Linked DNA regions of Bos taurus: region 2 is linked to region 1. Evidence: chromatin contacts called from public Hi-C data. All regions are on one chromosome and are shown on one strand. Each heading gives the region's core, a stretch centred on a gene start, on an enhancer-like site or on the middle of the called end of the contact. The rest is flanking DNA. Distances are from core to core; before and after follow the strand shown.

The links. A called contact is a pair of places that touch in the nucleus more often than the background predicts.
Region 2: a Hi-C map of liver shows a contact between it and region 1, with 1.7 times the contacts expected there. The contact joins two enhancer-like sites. A contact is called at or near these places in 2 of 11 Hi-C or Micro-C datasets (liver and skin fibroblasts).

Annotation. Positions count from the first base shown.
Region 1 is chr11:63,003,541-63,008,028 of ARS-UCD2.0, forward strand. No RefSeq gene overlaps it. Among named protein-coding and RNA genes, the nearest start is that of TRNAS-GGA, 41 kb to the left of the region's middle. Within about 2 kb of position 1,416, at least 15 of the 102 cell types and tissues checked have an H3K27ac peak or open chromatin away from gene starts, as enhancers often do. A contact at or near this core is called in liver, where this site is marked.
Region 2 is chr11:63,037,326-63,042,410 of ARS-UCD2.0, forward strand. SERTAD2 (SERTA domain containing 2) reads right to left here. Exons shown (of 3, transcript XM_010810111.4): 3 at 1-2,808. The coding sequence ends at 1,857. Among named protein-coding and RNA genes, the nearest start is that of TRNAS-GGA, 75 kb to the left of the region's middle. Within about 2 kb of position 2,431, at least 18 of the 102 cell types and tissues checked have an H3K27ac peak or open chromatin away from gene starts, as enhancers often do. A contact at or near this core is called in liver, where this site is marked.

The sequences.
Region 1 (4,488 bases), core at 166-2,665:
CAGCCTGTCCATCTCATCAAATCTTAATTGTACCATCTAGCATGTAGTCTCCCCCTCCTTCCTCAGCTTTGTCATCCACAGATTGACAAATAACCTGTGTGATCCAATCACCGACCCAGATATTGAGCTGTACAAATCCCCACAACTCCCCTTGCAGAGCGCCAGGAAGACTTGGACACATCTTCCCAGCACAGGGACACTCACATTTCTCCATCTTGCCCACGGATCCTAAGAGCAGGCAAAGCTTTGCCAAATCCTTCTCACTCTGCTTCTGGGCAGTTCATGGACATCCTGAGCATTTCCTTCACTCAGCTTAATGTCTGTGCCCTGGTGCTCCCAAAGTGTAAGGATGGTAAAACAAGTAAGAGATAAAAGCATCTATTCAGGATGGGAGATTAAATGAGGATAATCCATAGAGTCACTGGCACATAAGAAGCACTCAGTAAATAATTTTGTATTATCATCCTTCGTCCAGGTCAGCACTCCATCACTGATGATACAGAGAAAAGGCTGAGGCTGGGAGCAATGGTTGTCCTCCCGACAGTAAGTCAGAAAGGCCGCCTGACATCCACAGTCCCTGGATGCCCTCCGTGTCTCATGTCTCCGTTGTCCATCATGTTACCTTATCTTTTCAACAGGACAATCTCTGAAGCTAGAATTCATATCATTTCATATATTTTATTTTAGATTTACCACTTTCAAGAACTGTTCCCTTCCTTCAGCTTTCCAAAACTAGGATTTAAGGACTAGACAATGGTCCCCTTACCCACCCTGACCAAGAGTGTGAGTGGCGACGTCGGCTCCTTTGGCTTCCACCTTTCGACCCACCTTTGGACCACGCTCACGCTCCTGTCCCCATGTGGTGACCTCTCTCCTGGGGGTCAGTGACTAGAGCCACAGAAAATCACAAGGTCAGTGGGTGCTGCGTCTGCCTCGGGAAAGGGGCTCCCTGGTTGCCGACGTAATGTTTCCCAATGGGTCCTCAGCCCAAACAGGTAACACACAGTCTTGATCGAGCTCCTCATCCTTGCCCCTTCCCCAGCCCTATCCCAGGCTTCTGAAACCCGCCACCACCACCCAGGATCCCACAGACTTCTGTATCGAAGTATGTGCACCACAAAGCTGCACTGCCCCTGCCTGCACACCCTCACCCCTGGCCTTGGTGGCCTGTCCCCATTAACCATCCAAACCCCACCTTTGCTCAGGGCCTGCTCTCCTGCCTCATGCCTAATCCTCTCAGACCTGGAGTTCCTACCAGTGATGCCTCCTACACCCCCATCTCCTCCATCTTCAGGCCCCCAGAGTCTCTTGAGTGACCACTGTGATAGCCCATGCTGACTCACCCCACCTCGCCTCCCTTCGCATCTAACCTTTGGCAGAGCGCAGAGTGCTCTTCTATCAGAAAGCCTTCCCGGTGCTCCTTTGCCCTCATGACAAAGTCTGAACTCCTCGCTCGGTGTATCACAAAACATCTGGGGCTGCACCCATGTGCGGCAGGCTCTGCCAGGATGGCCAGCTGCTCTCCAGGACCCAAATGCCCCCTCCCAGGGTCGCTCTTCTTTACCACGGGGCCAGCGTCACCCCCGGAAGCCTTTCTGGTTGCCCCTCCCCTGCCCCGTTCATCCCCAACACCAGTTGCTTGGTCTCCTGCCACCCTGGGCGCTTGGCAGGGTTCTCTGATAATAAGAGGTTTACATTATTGTCATCCAACCAGCCTGCATTACTAGCAGTGCCACTGGGTGCCAGGCACGCGCTTTGCACACACACGCCCTCAGAATCCTCCCTGGAACTCTAAGAGGTCCCTGAACACTACTCACCCCAGTTTGCTGGGGATAAAACCATGACTTGGAACACTGTGTAATTTCCCCAAGGTCACTCAGCCAGGAAGCAGAAGAGTCTAGAAGCCAGGTCTATCTGATCCCAAAAGCTTCATGGTGTGATGAGGGCTGTCAAGTCACCTGTGGCCTTGCTCCTCGCTCCCTCAGGCTGTGAGCTCCTCAAGGGTGGGACCCTGTCTGGCTCCGATCGGGCCCACGGTCCCTGGCAGACATTCACTTTGTTTGCATCTTGAACCAGTTAGTACTGAGCCCCTCGGCGAAATGGAGGGATCCTTCCAGCATCTGTCCTGTGCCTTGGCCTGCAAATATGAGAGCTTTGCCTCATATTCTGTCTGATTTTTCTCCAGATACCCTGTTCCATTGATCACTGACTCGATTCTCCAAGCTCTGAAACTAACACCAACACCAACCCCGTGGGATTTTGGTTTTGCTGAAAGCTATTTGTTTGGGTATGATTTGGCCTTGATTCCTGCCTTGAACAAGCAGCAAGTAAGGGCTGGACATGGGGAGATCTCAGGTGCTCCTGGGGCATGGCTCCATAGCCCACCCCTTTCCTGTTTGGAAAGCTCATGGCTCTGTAAGGAGATTCCCAAACCCAGAATCCTGACCTCTCCCCAGAGGGGCCCTCGGTGGGTGGTGATGGGCAGTAAGTTCCTGAGTAAGGCCTGGGTGTGCTCGGACTTGGGGGTCCTCAGACAGAGCTTGATATCCCTGAATGACAGGGTCACACTGACAGTCACTGAATTCAGGGACACAACAGGGAAAACTGAAGGCATGCCCATGTTGAAACTTGCCCAGCCAACTGTCTGCTTCCAATATCCACCGCTCCTTTTCTCTTCTGTTCTCCAAAGCAGGACTTCTGAGTTAGGGCTGGAGGTGGTGTGGTCACAGCAGAGGGAGTTGCTCCTGACTTTTCTGTTCTGAGGCAGGCTCCCCTGTACGGCCCCAGCACCCCAAATCCACAGGATGACTGCCAGAGACGACTATGCCAGGGGCCCTCCTCCCATTAATAAATCCAAGCTTCAGCTGAATGGAGACATTTGACTGAAACCAGTATTTTCACTCTGAAGGAGTAGCGAAGTGTGACTCAAGGCCCGTCCGAATCCAGGCTTAATGCCTTGGTCATGGGAAGACCGGTTTGAGTGGGTGAGAATTTGTTTCACTTTATTTTTGCTGAGTTGCCTTGGGAGACTGAACTTTGATCTGGGTGGGAATCACTAATTCATTGGCTCACAGGAAGACATAGACCAGTGTTCCACCTCCTGTCAGAAGAAACCAGTGCCCCTTGGCTCAAGGAAGAAGCCTGAACGCAGTCCCCAGCACCCCGGTCCCCTCCCACCCACTCGCCCGCCTGCTTAGTCACCTTTCTTGGCCGCCTGGATCCCATCAGTGCCACACCAGCCACAACCAGAGAGCTGGGCGGCTTGGTTTCCCTTCAGTTACTATCTTGTAACTCCCTCTTAATTTACAATCTGTTTGCTCTCTCAGATGTTTGGAAAGAAAACTCCTTAGTCAGCAGCCCTGGAAAGCTTCATTTTCAGTGAAAACTGGATCCTTCTTTCCCAGGTTTTTTTGGGGCTTGTGGCTGGAACCTAACATCTGTGAGGCAGGCAGGGCCTCATTGGCCCTATGTCACCAGATACCTACTGAAGGGATGCATTTGGGGTAGAATACGTGGGCACAGCCCACCAGTAACAGCTGGTCTTTATCTAATATCACCCTCTGCCGACCGGAAGATGGGTGAGCAATCGGCCCTGAGAGAGGAACAAAGATGAGAAACATCCAGCCTAGCTCAGAGTGGGGACCCACCAGGAAGCCATTTCCCTAAGGGCTGACAAGAAAGCCACACAGCCTGAACATCTTCCTGACTGCAGGGGAGTGTTCGCCACCAGGTTACTTAGCTCCGCGGGCTGGCCTCTCGGACAGGGTCCTCCCAGGCACTTCCATCAAAGGTGACGCATCAGCCTGCTCGACTTTGAACCGCCCTGTGGTGTGCTTCTGAAGATTGTGAAAGAAGGGGCAGGAGCTATTACTAAGGATAATCATTTCAACACAGAACTTGGTAGGGAACGAAGCACACCACTGGCTCTTGGGCCCTGGCTGTTCCAGGATTTCTCAGCTGTCCTCAAGCGTTCACGGCTAAGGAACCCTGAAATGCGGGCTGAACGTTGCTCCTGGGAAAGAAGCAGGAATGAGGCAACTGGAGTTTGAACCCTGGTATGCCACTTCTTAACTGTGAAACTAGGAATCAGTCTGCCAAATGGGGATCAGCATTAAAGTAAAAAAAAAAAATCAACAAAAACAGTCCTCTTAGGATAATTAAAGAAAGAACTTTTGTTAAACAAATTTGCACAAACTTGGAAACAATAAATACTGAGTGATGTAACATATTATTATTTCATTAATCATTATCGTTGTTATTATTGCTTAGGGCCCCAGGTTCTTAGTGGGTACCCACAATGTGTCTCACCTGACTTGGGAGCCTTACAGGGAACAGGACTGCTTCTGACGCTACACCTGATTCAATAAAATGAATAAGGACCAGCAGGCCAGCTGTTCAGGACAGAAGGATTATGAGCAATTGACTCTTGATCTGAATGGCGGGGCTGCAGAAGTAGCTGAGCTCCACGAGGGGGCTCAGGAGATGCTG
Region 2 (5,085 bases), core at 1,181-3,680, 35 kb after region 1:
TAATTGGCCAGAAAGACTCAATTTTATCCATGGCAAGAAGTGAGCAGAATTGGTGACTGAATATTGACAAATGACCAACAACAAAGACAACAACAACAACACAAATCCCATAATTTAAAAATTCTTAAATAAATATAAAAGTTACTCCTAAAGAAGCCATCTGCGTTTCAACAATATAGGTTGTAACCAGCAGAAGTACCATCGGAAGAAAAGAAAAAACTGATACAGAAAGGCCATAAACAATTTCGGCAACAAGCATGATACATCGCAAACATTCTAAAATTAAAAGTAGATCACTAGGAATAAAAAGCTAGTTCTCCTGGCAGAGAGAGGATGGCAAAGTGGGGGCAGAGGGGGACATGCATAGACAGTCCTGTGTATTTGGGTAAAACAGCCTTGTAAAGTGAAGTTAAAGCAGTTGATTCGAGAAAGCAACCAGATAAGAGGCCGTGATGTAACGGGGCCAACTCCTGGTTCAAGAGCCATGGGCGTCACACGAGTGCATCCCAGGCTGGGCCGAGGAGAGTCAGGCTCACTGTGGTGATCGTGACGGTGCCATTTTCAGCACTTAGCAACAGAGGGAATGAAAGCTCTAGGGAAGGGAAGCCAGAAAAGACAACTGAGCAACATGATGGATGCCTTCCAGGGGAAGAGTTCCTTCTTGGTGAGCCCTAAACATTGCAATAGGGTTTAGTTCCATGAAGAGGTTGGTCGCTTTTCATAAAATTCTGTTCTTGTGTAAAATTTCAGGTCTTCATAAAAATTATGCCAAAAACGGAAAGATCTGGGGTTTTGTTTAAAAAAAAATAAAAACAATTAAAAGCGCAGACTTGGCATAAATAGAATACTTGGTAGCCTTCCCCTTCAGAGAGCGAGCGAAAGAGAACCATCATGTAAACCCAGAGCTCCATGGCTGCCTCCCGCCAACTGCTTAATGCAAGCTTGATGAGCACACGTGGCTCTGGCTTTGGAAGTCACAGTGCTGGCGGGTGTTCATGCCAGGGGGTCAGTGCTCATGAAATTTGGGTGTGATATCTCCTGGCCCTTTTTAAAGCGCTGTGTGTGTGTGTGTGTGTGTGTGTGTGTGTGTGTGTGTGTTTGCATCTGGGGACATCAACTGCGGATTGATTTGATCCAATTTTCTCTTTGCACCAAACACATATAAAACATTACAACTCTATAAAAGTACAAGTGCAACTTGTACATCTGAAGTTTGCAGGAACTATGTGAGCAAATCCTATCAAAATAGCTATCTCATATGTATAAACAGCATTTGTTTTTAGAAAAACAATATCATAAACTGCAGAATCTGTACAAAAATATAAAATAAATTTGGGCAGCAGTTTCTAAACAGCCATGTAAATGCAACACTTACGAGGAGTAGTTAATGCCTCTAAAAAGGCTGAATTGCCAAGTCAACCTATACAGGGCGAAAATGCCGGAAAAGGTACTGAGATTATCTAAATAATATATATATATATTCTTTTTTTTTTTTAACTCTTGCAATAAAACTTATAGAAAAAATAGACAAATATGCACATGCAATTTACAGCTTTCCCAACTTATTCCTTGTGCTTCACTTGAACTGTTTTTGTCATTCAACACAGCCACATCGTCTTCAAATGTATTCTTTCTTATTCCCGGGTAGTAGGTCTCTGAGGAACCACTCAAAAAAAGCATATTAAAAGTGGTCATACTTGGATGAAGGCACTCCAACTCTGCTCAAAGCAAAAACTAGTGTGGTCCTTTTGTAGAATGTTCTTCTCAGAAAAAGGCAAGCAAGGGTGCATGCACAGTGCGGAGAGCTGTCGGGGTGCGGGGGGTGGGGTGGGGAGCAGGTGCGGGGGCCCCGGGGCTCAGGATCCGACCAGCACCTCCATGATGTGGTCCAGCTCGGTGAGGTCCATCTTGAAAGGCTGGCTCGGGGCGACGGGCTGGCTGCTGTAGGGGGCCAGCGTCTTGAGGAGGTCATCGGCCGATACGGGGGACATCTTGGAGGCGGTCCCCGACGCGGACGTGCAGGGGTCGAAGTCGTACATGGACGTGTCAATGTCGGCGAACAGGATGTCGTCCAGGGTCAAGTCTGTGAGGAAGCCCGTGGACGCGGTGATCTCAAAGTTGCCAGGCAGGGAGTCCATCAGTTTCGGGTCCTCGGGCCGGCCGCCCTCCTGCAGCCCCTCGGGTCTCTGAGGCGCGCCGGGCCCCCCGGAGGAGGAGTCCCCTTTCGGGCCGTCGGCCTCCGCGGCCTCCGTGGAGGTAGATGTGGGACAGAGCTCCTCGATCTCGTCCAGGGCGGAGGAGAAGCTGTCCTTTTCCGGCGGGAGGAGGGCGGGAGGCGCGAGTCTGGCGGGGGCGGCCGGCGACGAAGTGCAAAAGGTGTCCGGGTCGTCGTCCTCGAGCAGCGAGGCGGGGGTGAGGCAGGCCTCCAGGGCCGCGGCGCCGCCCAGCTCGCAGGGCGCGGGAGCGGGCTGGCTGAAGGCGGGCGGCGCCTCCCGGGAGCTGGAGCCCAGCGGGTCGGCGGCGGCGGCGGGCGGCGCGGAGGCGGGGAACGCGGGCCGCAGGCTGCCCTCCTGCTTCAGCTCCTCCTGGATGCGCCGCAACATGTTGTTGATGAGCACGGTCTTTTGCAGGCTGGGCTCGGTGAGGGGCCTGTGGTTGTAGAGCTTCATAAGGGAAATGTTGAAGATAGTCTGGCGCTGTAAGGTGTAAGACACCTTGGACGGACCGTCTGACGGGGACACGATTTTGCCTTCCAGCCCATCTTCATGCTCGTCAAACTTCCGTTTTCCTCCTTTCCCCAACATATATCTAACAAGGAGAAAGGAAGGAGATGGAATCAATCCTACAGAAACGAATTCCACCCCGCCCCCCTCCCGTTTTCAAAAAAGATGCCGATTTCAGAGGTCAGGACTCAGGACCTGAGTTCCCTGACCAGGGCTGGTTACAACAGAGGAATTCATTGGGAAATCTACCTCTGTGTGGCGGTGGAGCAATTTTTATCACTGGGTAGTCTGTTGAATGTATTTCTTGAGAAATGTGTACGACACAGACAAGTTAAACATTACCATGGAAACCGTGATTTTGACTTTCTCGCTTGTGTGCCTGTGCCTACCCACCCTGTTACCAAGCAGGTTCAACTTCCCTCCCTCCAACAGATCTATTTTTAAAACCCAAGAAAACACTGACAATGCTATGACCTAAACAGGTAAAGGTGTCACAGGTTACAGCTTGAACACACCTGGAATGATGAAAAGAACGCAGTTGGAAAAAGGGGAACATGTACAGTTTTGGTAGAACTGCATATGCTTTCAAAACACTGCTTTCTTCCCCATCACGCACAGAGCCTGACTGTTTGGTGACATGTGGTGAAGGGCTTAGGCTGTATTAAATGACCACAGTGATGGAGCTGCTATCGCTTTTCTGTCAAGAATCAAGTGCAGGATTTCCCAACCCAAGTTTTTCCGTGGCTAAGTTTCATCATAGGCTGTCATACCTGAGTGCAACTGGACTAATTTAAAAGCAATTTCCTGTGATTATAAGTATTGCTGTTTGAGTACTGGGTACATTTCTTAAAATACCTACTGTGATTCCTGCAGCGATTTCAAAGAGACAACCACCTCCTATCTCACACCCTGAGCACTGGGGAATGGGTTTTAACTCCTGCCCACCTTGCCTGATATGGCAGCCTCCTCCTGTGCTCTGTCCTGATTGAAGACACCACCAAATGCCTGCGCCTTCTGGAGAGCAGCTGGCCCTTCCTCTCAGAACTTCAGCATCTAAACCAAGCAATCACAAGTCCACCGGTCTGTGTCTCACAGACCCCACTTTATAACGATTTAACCAAGAAAGCTGTCCTTGTGTCATCGTTCAGACCCGCAGACGGGCTTCTCATCAAGCTAGGCCCGTGGCTTCTCATCAAGCTAGGCCCGTGGCTTGTTCCTTCCCCCTCTACAATGCTTACCCAGAGGGGCGTGTTAATGCTCTCCTCAAGGCCACTCACTCTTTTTGATGATGTCACACACAAGAAAGTGCTTTGCAGTTACCCAGCATTTTTTTCTAAAGGTGACTTGCCTTTTACTGAATGACCTCCTTTAATCCTTTAACTCATCCCGCATTTACACTGCCTTGGGCACTCTGCCAGAAAGTGGGTCGTCCGGCACAGGAATAAAGCCTGGTCTTCAAGGAGCTTAACAACTTCTCCTACACCTTATTATCATTTTAAAGTGGGAGTCTCATCCTAAAGGGATAAGGCTAACCATAATAAAACTTCCTTCTTCGGCTTTGTGGAAGAAGGCCAGACGTGCAGGTGGACACAGAGCCTGGCGCGCAAGTCCCATTCCGGGTGGCTGCCTTCATGTGGCTCAGTCTCCAGCAGAGAACGAAGACAACTGCAATCCATCAAGTCAGAATCAGCCTGAGACTTTGTTAACGCTTGTAAAGAATGTGGAGTTACTTATAGGAAACACTTCCCCCCACTTCGTAAACATTAAGAAAATGGCTGTCAATCACTAGGACCAAAGACCAGTCCCATAATTAACTGTTCTCTGAGGCAAAGAAGGTGTGTATGATAGTAACAAAGGGTTTATCTAGTGCCTCACATGACAGCAGCATTTCCTACTGCTCTGCTCAGTGCTGTCTCATTTGTATGTACACACGGCATAGGACATTTCCTATCTAAAGTATCTGTGCCCGTTTAAACCTGAGTGTGAATCAGAGAGGAGGCGACTTCATTTCACAGTACAAAACACTTGCTACTTTATCTATCAGAAGTACACTCGGACAGCTGTATTTTGAAACAGATAACTGTATTCAAGTATATACCATTTGTATTTGCTTACAATTTAATGCCACATCCAGAAAAACTCCACTTTCACCAAAGGAAAAAAAAAGTGAAAGTGAAGCTTGCTCAGTCGTGTCCAACTCTTTGTGACCCCATGGATTATACAGTCCATGGAATTCTCCAGGCCAGAATACTAAAGTGGGTAGCGTTTCCCTTCTCCAGGGGATCTTCGCAACCCAGGGATCAAACCCAGGTCTCCTGCTTTGCGGGTGGATTCTTTACCAGTTGAGCCACAAGGGAAGCCC